2 separate regions of the Hordeum vulgare genome follow, and region 2 is linked to region 1. A link is a contact called in public Hi-C data. All regions are on one chromosome and are shown on one strand. Each heading gives the region's core, a stretch centred on a gene start, on an enhancer-like site or on the middle of the called end of the contact. The rest is flanking DNA. Distances are from core to core; before and after follow the strand shown. Region 1 holds the start of LOC123448863 (programmed cell death protein 2). Region 2 holds the start of LOC123448864 (probable LL-diaminopimelate aminotransferase, chloroplastic).

Region 1 (4,848 bases), core at 1,744-4,243:
ATGAGATTCTTCGGAAGCAAACTGCAACTTTCTCGATGTGCCAGTACTAAACTGGGAGGCGCTGGGAGGCTAATGTTTAACTATCTCCAGATGAAACTAACATCGAGGTGAGTGGACACATGCTTTCCTACTTTATTCTTTTAGTATGAACTTGATTAGCATTTCACAGAAACATGATGTATGTGATATATTTGATTCAACAAGCTATGCGATTTTTTTCGTTGCGCAATACAAAAGTATGTTGCTACACCTTATTCTTAAGGAATACAGAATATATTGTTATACCGTATTTTCAGCAGTCATAAAATACGCATTCAGTTTAATTGTTTTGATAGAATGCTCATGTGGTTGGGCAGAGAAAATATATATTGAATTTAGTTGTTTTCAATAGGCAGCGTGATTTATTATTAATTAGGAAATACAGAAAAAATTGTGTAGGTATCTCGATTCTCTTAGATGCCACTTCTGGTCATGTAATTTTCAACATTACTTAACTTTTTAGAGTTCTGTTTCGATTGTATTTCATAGAGAACTTGCAAACTGAAGAAGTAGAGCAATCCTCATTGTATTTATATAGGTTACTTAAATTGGGTTAAAAAAATCTTCCATTACGAATTTTCTTCACCAACAAATATAAATCTATAATGTTCTAAACTCGCCCTGCACTCTGTAATGACCTCCTAGCGATGCTAATACCTCAATTTTCATTTTACACCACCCATATATTCATTTTTTGGAGGATTTTTTGTGGTGATGATAGCTACCCTTTGTATTGGAGAAGACGCGAGGAGGATAGATAGTCAATGGCGCAGGCTCCATGACTTGGCTGTAGATTGGCGCAAGTGTCCATGGGGCCAGAGAAACGGGAGTTGGGACTTCCGAACAATGCTTTTAACTGGCATCTATTGTAGCCCCACAAGCTTCAAATGAGAGTACGGTTGTGCCAAACATTGTCCCATATTTTGATTTTTTGTCAGTTCCTCTCATGATTAAAAAAATTGTATGCCCCTTACAACCCTTTTTATGATACATTTCTCTCCACTATACTATTTGCATGAAAAAAATGGGTTTTGTACATTTGCTTTCGCTTTAAAACTTGAAAGAGCAATTTGAGTTGGTGGTGTGCTTTAAAATTGCATATTATTGTTGGATGGTTTCTCCATAGTCGTTCTTTGTTCCATTTTTTTTTGAACTTCCAGCATAAGAACCATCACTAGAATTTCATTTGCATTGGTCGAGACGTGCATGTTTACTAGTAATATACATACAGATGAATATTATATACTACCAAGCCCTTAGCTCAAAGGATATACTCCCTCTATGCCTAAATAATTGTAGTTGGGGAGAATTAGATTAGTTCTCCCCAACTACAATTATTTAGGTAGAGAGGGAGTATAATGTTAAAAATAGCATATACATTTGCACATATATTGTATTAAGAAATGGATAAAGTTCTGATTTCACGAAAAAAGGAATATATACAAGTAAGCATTTTTCAGAACAGTGGGATTTTCTTTAATGGATCCATGTGTGTGGTAGATAATAGGTGTGTTACAGTTTGAAAAGCAAACTGTGAAGATTAATTAGAGATTCTATAGGCTGTGACTCGGCCAACACCATGAGGGCGCCAACATGATAACACGTATAAAAGATGGTCAAAGAATTTTATCTATTTGTTAATATAATATAAAGGTCACTGCGATCGTCAACTATTTACTATTGTAAGGGTCAGTCAGAGCAGTTAAACTATGTCGAGAATTGACTGAAGGAGAAATCATAACACAGATGCAAAAAACATCCATAGTGCAGATGAAATGGCGAGACATGGACGATTTAGCAACATAGAGAGTAGTGAAACACTGAAAATAGATATAAATCAAGAAGAGATACCTGATGATACCGCCATGGCGGATACTGCCTTGGAGGAAGATCTAAATTTCCCTGCAACAGATCCATCTGAGGCATCAATCTTACAGACCATGCCATCGGCGCCTGCTGTGTACACACTACGCCCATGCCTCGAGTATGCTACAGCTGTCACACCCCTGAAGAAATACAAAAGCACACCAACATAAGTGAACACATGTGAGCTCGAGCTCTGCAAGATTAACCCTAACAGGAAATAGCAAACAAAGCCAAGATTACAGCTGTGGCTATGTGCTTCATGTGAAAAAGATTTTCGTAATTGGCATGGTATTATGAGCATTTCGTACTAAGAAGATGTTGTTTCCACAAATGCACTGAACCACCAGCCATACCCAGGATGACAATCGCTGATCCTCCACTTCCACTGGCCCGCAGCAACGTCGAGCGCAAGGACATCCCCACTGCCCGTCCCAAGCACGAGCAGCAAGCTCCCAGCCTTCCGCTTCCTCTGCTAGGCAAAAACACAAGCAATGACGCATGCGCACACACAGGGGCACAGCGGCAGATAGCAACAGCTCGAAAAATGGGGGTGATTCCTCACCTTGAAGGAGAGCTGCACCCACTTCATGCAGGTGTAGTCGAGGGCGAGGTGGCCGCGCTTCGTCTCGGGGAGCGCCCCGACCTCCACCGCGGGGAGGTCGGCGAACTCGGTCTGCAAGTGGCCGCGCACGGCGTCCCATACCTGCGACAGGGGCAAACACCATCGGGTTAACGAGGAAGCGGCAACACGAGCCGCTCCGTCGTGTGGATGGGCAGCGTTTGATTCCGCACCTTGATGCGGCCGTCGCCGGACGAGAGGGCGAGGAAGTCGGAGGAGTGGCTGAAGCAGGTGAGGAGGTCGCGAATCGGCGCGGGGGCGGGCGCCATGACCCGCGCTGGGCGGCGGTGGCGGCGGGGGGTGGGGAGGGAGAAGAAGGGTTTATGCGGCGGCGCGGCAGGGGGGGAGGGTTTTGAGGGAGCTCCCGTCCGAGCGAGTGGTTGGACCCTATATCTATCTCGGTCGGTTTCGCTTTATGTGGCGCTTCGGACGCGGCTGAGCCGGACCAGGAGGACGGGCTAGGGTTTTCCTTTCTGCCCAACAGAAACAGCAAACCGTTTCGCTATTTCTTTGCCCCGCCGCCATCCCCCCTGGCTCGAGCTCCCACGCGACCTCGACGGCTGCTGCTGCTCGCCGCCCACGCCGTCCAGAAGCTGCTCGCCGCCCTCGACTGAGAACTGAACCACGCCGACGCCTCTGCCCGTGGGTACTGCTGGACTTCGACCGCGTCGCCACGCCTGCACCGACTCGCTGCCGGCCTGCCGCGACCTTCAGCGGCCAAGTATGATTATCTTTTCCTGTTTTTTTTTTCGTTCAGCGTAGTATTCTTCACGGCCATGTGCAGCGAATTTAGAAATGATTCTCATCTGCTGCTGAATTGGAAGTAGAGTATGGCGTGTGAAGGGGCAAATGCATATGCCTTTCTCAATTTTGAGTATGTTAGACAGACGCTAGTGGTATTTTGTCATGTAAACTGAACTGGCTGCACTTTGGTTTCCACTGGTTGTCTAGTTGTATGTTGAAACCTTTGATTTTTGACTTGTGGTATTTTGGCCATTTTCCCAACCCTGTCAGAAAAGCCGCACGAATCCCCCCTCATCCATCTCTTTCCGCCGCAGCTGAGTTGATGGAACCCAACGCCGACAAGCTACGTGGTCTTCGCATCACCTCCCTGGATGATGAAGACGATGATGAGACAGAACTGCCCAACCAACCTCTGCCCGCCTCCACCATGGACGTGGCTGCGGCCGCCTCGGGCTATGATGACGATGACGAGGACGAGGACGAAGATGAAGAAGCAGAAGTCATGCTTGGTTTCCTGGAGAAGCCGAAGCATCCAGGCCTCCTCCTCCGCCACCTCTTTCCCAGCAAGGCCGGAGGCATCCCGGTCCGTGCAATAACGCCATCATATTAAGTGGCGCACTTTGATTTTTATGCGATTGGAGCAGGTACTAATGTGAGGTGTTTGTGTATTTTGTCCAGGCATGGTTGGATCCCGTGAACTTGCCCTCGGGGAACTCCAGATGCTGTGGCTTCTGCGGCGAGCCCCTGCACTTCGTCCTCCAGGTGCTTGCTTTGTGCCTAGAAGCAATTGTACCCGTTGTTTTCTTTCGAGAACTTGTACCAGTTAATTCGATGAAAACTTCATCTCAAACTGGGTTTCAATCTCTGTAGATTTATGCTCCGATTGAGAGCAATGCAGCAGCATTCCACCGCACTCTGTTCATGTTCATGTGCCCGTCGATGGCGTGCTTGCACCGAGACCAGCACGAACAGTGGACACGTAACCAAGGCAATCCTCGTAGAAGGTGAAGCCAGTCCCGTGGCTGCTGTGTTGGCTTTTAAACTTTCGAGTAGAGACTGAAAATATTTTGCTGATCCTGACTGCCTCGTTGGATTGCAGTGTGAGGGTTTTCCGGTGCCAGCTGCCTCGTACCAACGCGTTCTACTCAAGTGAACCTCCAAGTCACAATAACTCCGACAAGCCACTATGTGCCGGAGGTAGTTTTCCTTTTTGTTCAGTTGCATGGCATCTTAGACTTACTGTGCCTAATAAGTTTGGTATGCTATTAGTGCCACATTTCCTGCATTACATAGCAATTAGCTAGTTATCCTAGAGGAAAAGGTGCTTATGTGCAGCACATCTCTTTCACTCTATCTAGCTATTGCATAAATATTTTCTTCATTTAGCACTTATGAATTCCTAGATCATATCTTCAATATGCTAAAACCTTGGAAGTTATCATCTTCATTTGTTGATGTTGGTTGCTCCACACAGCGGCACCTTGCTTCTAATGTCTTCCTTAGGAAACATATATAATCTTTTGCTTTCTGTTTTTTTTCCCAGAAAAGCTTCGTACTGTCAATGTGCTGACTGCTGAGAC
Region 2 (4,848 bases), core at 1,756-4,255, 200 kb after region 1:
ACAGCGAAAAGAAGCCATATACTAATAAAGATTTCAAAGCACTGAACCGCTACCTTTAGACCCTCTGCAGAGAGGCAGCCTAAACCACCGGCCTGAGAGATTGTCGATGCGCCATTGAAGGAAGTGCAGACTATGCGGTTGAAATCTTTAGCAACTGGATGCCCATCAGCGAAAAGGAGCTCCTTGGGGACCACAGTCCATCCCAGTCGGACACCGGTGAACCCAGCATATTTAGAGAAAGATGCTGTCTCGAGGGCAACCTACACATCAACAAACCATAATGATACAGGTCTAGCCTGACATATTTGATGGAAATAATTTGTTAGCGGTCCTAAGAAAACTGGACCAGACATGTTGGTAAATTCTTAAGATCTCCAGAAAATGGTAAGCAGTTAAATCAAGAAACATAGAGCCTACCTCCTTTGCCCCAGGAATTTCAAAGATGGACTTTGGGCTGTCATCTGATATGTACATGGCATAAGCAGAATCATAGACTATTATGGACCCATTGTCCTTTGCAAATTTGACTAGCTGTGTTAGCTGGTCCCTGGATGCAGCAGCACCAGTAGGATTGTTGGGTGAACAGAAGAATATGATATCTGTCCGTGGGACACTGGAAAGATCAGGAAAAAATCCATTTTCAGGACTGCATCTCATGTATTCAATATTGCCATACTTCTGAACATCCTGCTGATATAAGTCAGTTTGCCCCATGATAACACTTGAATCAACATATGCCTGTTAAAATGGAAGTGTCATATTAATTTTGAAACATACAATAGTACAAAACAGTAATAGTAGTTTATCATAATAATAGGATGATAACAAAGACATGTAGCAAGTATGTCACCACAAACATCACTTAAGGTTTGGGAATCACAAATATGCAAGGGGAAAACAACAGAAGTTGAACATCAATTGAAGAATGTTATTACAGGATATGATGGGTCTTGAACTGCAATCTTCACTTTAGATCCAAAAAGAACCTGAAATTTTTAAGCATAAAAGTAATCAGCGACAATGTAACATGAACAGTAGACTAAAGGAGGAGAGGAGGCATTCTGAACCTGTAGACGAGAAATGTCACATTTGGCGCCATCAGAGACAAATATATCGGTTTCGTCGATACCAAGATCCGCATAGTAGGTTGCAGCAATTGCTGCCCTTAGTTTCTGTACAAACAATCAATGCACCACTTTTAATTATGGGAACAACATTTTAGGACAGAGTATGTCAAAAAATAGCCAAGCATATCTCTGAAAAGATAAACTAAACTCGTTCTAGGAAAAATTAAGAGTCACACGAGTATTTGGAGGCCAGTAAAAGAAAATTAAGTATCAACACATTAAGAGATTATGGAAAGCATGAAAGTAACAATTCAAAAGCCATAACTAAATGACCAGAGCTTCAGATGCCATTAGATGTTGCTAAACATACATGGATTAGCATAGCATCTGTCCTAGTTGAATAATTTGCTATCAGAATAGACCAATTTTACAAGCATATGCAAAAAATAGTTACACACACCTTAGCCTCTAATGATGTCTATCGATGGATTAACAGAAAAAGGCTGTGCGTTAGTAAACAAAAAGAGATGGCATCCTAGTTATGGCCATATGTGCACAGCCTCTTCCAACGTGAAACTTGGACCACTACCTTCCATAAGAATATGTTAATATTGTAAAATTGTGATGCTATGAAGATATTTTTCATTTTATTTCCGACCAATCTAATGATGGCATCTTTACATAAACAATCCAAATAATTTAACATATGTTCCAAGTAAAAATCAGATAAATTCAATTGCATTTCTAAATCAAAATCAGATAAGTTCAATTGCATTCTTCCTATGAGGTCATCCATTTAAGAATGGAGGTTATAGTGAAGTGAGAGGCCATATTACCTTTTCACCCTGTTCGGCTCCATAACCACTGTAGCCATCGACTGTGGATAAAGCGTGTGCCCTCTGCGTTTATATGTAGATCCGTCAAAGAACAGTATTGGGTCGCAAAAGAGAAATTACGCAACAGAATGAACATATGAACTTCCTTAGCCCACTCCAGCAAAGATGTGCACTGTATCGAATATCTGAGTGGCCATCCTTTACAGAGGAAAAACATAAACATGGGCATTGACATTTTGCCAAAAAAAATAAAACATGAACATGAGCCTTACATCTGCAAACATGTTCAAAGAAATGTGCTTTCGTGTGTGTGTTTTTACTTCCTGGGGTAACCAAAGTTAAAGTAACACAAGTAGCTATTTCTTGTTTTTAAGAACGATGAGATACCTCTGCCATGGCATTTGTTATGACCTCCGGAATGGGCTCAGTAGTGTCACCTATTCCCAGACTAATAATTTTGGCGTCAGGATGCTTCAGCAGATGAGCCGCCCTTCTTCTGGCAATCTGAATGGAAGTTGAGAGATTATCACTACCAAAACCCAAATCCTTAATATGGTAGTATCACCAAGAACAAAATCACAGTACACTAACGCAATGATACCTCGGGAAACAAATAGCCTGCTTGGAGCTTGGCTATGTTGGCATTCCTCGAAACCTTCGTCGTGTAAGCTTCACCATGAAAGCGTAATATTTCAGTACACCACTACTAGGTCGAAATTTGGATGTATTTGAGGCTAGAGTGCTGGAGAGAAGAAACAGTACATGCATCGGCGGCAGGAGAGCTGCTGGCGCAGCGTACATTAACGGGCAGCCTTCTCGTCGTCCGGAGGTGGCTCGACTTCGATGCCCTGCAAGCACGTCACCGGTTCGAGTGACTCGTCGAGCTACCGAGGAGCGCGGTGTGGTGCCGAGAGGGGGGAGGAGTGGGGTACCTGAGGGAGAAGGAAGGCGACGAGAGGAAGGACCGGGGGGTGGTCGTGGTGGACGGCGAGGCGGTAGTTGCCATCGTCGTCGTCGGCGGGCGTGGCGGCGGCGTGGGTCGATAGGTAGGGGAGAATCCGTCACCAGCTTAACCCTCCCGACGAGAGAGTGAAGACAGCACTCAGATAGGCAAGGCCGGGCCGGGCCGGTCGAGTCCACCAGATACCTTTGAAGGCCTGCTCCGGTTCGCTGCTCCGTGTTACCGTGAAACTTCCGCAGGTACAGAGAAGACAGATTAGCTAAACATTGATAATTTACTAAAAAAAAAGGGTAAACATTGATTAGATTTGTACAACAAATTATTGACATCACAATATCAAATCACACCATTAGAATCAAAATTACATATATGTACTTCCATGGTAGATAGATAGATAGATAGATAGATACTCTATTCATCACCCTGGATGCAGAATAAGTTATTCTTCATGCAAGGTAATCTTATGATTATTTTACAAATAAATTACATTTCTAATACAAATAGTTATATTTATATTGATTTACTACATACAAATTGACATATGAAAATAAAAATATATGTCATAAGAACAGAAAAATGCATTTTATGTATATTTTACACTATTTATGTTTATAGTTTTACATGACGTAAAATATTTTTTACGATGATTATATATATTTTTAAGGTATTTTTTTAAATCAAATAAAATAAAATTTACGAAACGTAAAATTACGATGTATTGATGTTAAAATAGAGGAGGATGAAAAATAAATATTCCTCATCCAGGATGATGAATAGTCAATCCATATATATTTGCAATCATGGAAGTTTATATATATACTCCCACCGTACAGAAATATAAGAGTGTTTAGATCACTAAAGTAGTGATCCAAACGCTCTTATATTTCCTTTGAGTGATCCAAACGTTCTTATATTTCTTTACGGAGGGAGTATTTTCTATAAATCTGGTCAACTTTACAAAATTTAACTTAGATCAAAGCTATTATGCAAAGTAAATAAAAATGAAGAAAGTACAAATACAAATAATGAAAAATAGCAGGGAGGGAATAGGCAGTGTTGACGTGCATGTTCACGCCGTCACACCCATGAGTAGAGGCAGGCACGCTCGCATACCGCACACACTATGCCTGCACACATAACACACTTATAGGCTGACTCCGCCATCGCATAGTTCAGTCCATGTGAGAGATGTGAGAGGGAGGAGAGAGATCACGAGTGGAGTCACCTAATCCGGCTAACCGTCGTCGTCCTTGATGCATCCTCCTACATCTAGAGAGGAAACGACTTGGGAGCTACGCCATGTGCGTCAAAAGGTCGCATGGACGTACAGAGTCAGTACATGGCCAACCCAACTAGAAGCAAGTCGGGGTGTACTGTAGTGGCTGACCCGGTTAATATACCAATCAATTGTTCATTTTTTTAACATTCGTAAAATATAAACTTGTTTTATGAAAGTAAATATTTTTGAAAATGGGAACATTTTTTTGAAAATCAGAATAATTTTTAGAATTTAAAACATTTTCCCAAAACATGACATTTAAAAAATATGAAACATTTTTAATGTTTCGAATATTTTTTGAAAACATATACAAATTTTGAAAATTCCCAAACATTTTTTTAATTATGAACAAGTTTTTTAGACGAGAACATTTTTTAAAAACAAACATTTTTTGAACTTTTGGAACATTTTATGAATTTGTAAATAATTTTTTAAAACAGGAACATTTTCCAAATTTGTAACAAATATTTGAAAACACGAACATATTAAAATCTGTATTATTTACGAAAATGAAAAATAAAAAATAAAACAACTCGAAGGAAACCAGTAAAAGAAAGCGCAGAAAAAATGGAAAACCAGAAAAAGCCATAACAGAACCTTCTTACGTTTGCTCGTTCCTCTCCGGTACTGGCCAACTTACATTTGGTCTTTCCTCTCCGGTGCGAATGCTCTACAGTTTGACACCGCATTGAAATATTAATTGTC

The links. Hi-C and Micro-C count contacts between places; a contact is called where the count stands out from the background.
Region 2: a contact with region 1 is called in a Hi-C map of leaf, with 4 times the contacts expected there. The contact joins the promoter of LOC123448864 here to the promoter of LOC123448863 in region 1. A contact is called at or near these places in 5 of 6 Hi-C or Micro-C datasets (leaf, seedling and an unstated tissue) and 1 of 1 datasets of contacts at active chromatin or transcription factors (embryo).

The regions. Positions count from the first base shown.
Region 1 is chr4H:440,180,302-440,185,149 of MorexV3_pseudomolecules_assembly, forward strand. LOC123448863 (programmed cell death protein 2) reads left to right here and starts at 2,994. Exons shown (of 13, transcript XM_045125891.1): 1 at 2,994-3,245; 2 at 3,539-3,851; 3 at 3,947-4,030; 4 at 4,139-4,272; 5 at 4,368-4,465; 6 at 4,812-4,848. The coding sequence starts at 3,591. It overlaps LOC123448861, which reads right to left and starts at 2,854. Exons shown (of 12, transcript XM_045125888.1): 1 at 2,698-2,854; 2 at 2,468-2,608; 3 at 2,259-2,374; 4 at 1,891-2,045. The coding sequence starts at 2,793.
Region 2 is chr4H:440,376,304-440,381,151 of MorexV3_pseudomolecules_assembly, forward strand. LOC123448864 (probable LL-diaminopimelate aminotransferase, chloroplastic) reads right to left here and starts at 3,006. Exons shown (of 10, transcript XM_045125893.1): 1 at 2,836-3,006; 2 at 2,666-2,751; 3 at 2,505-2,572; 4 at 2,291-2,407; 5 at 1,904-1,966; 6 at 1,068-1,172; 7 at 936-986; 8 at 418-738; 9 at 54-260. The coding sequence starts at 2,909.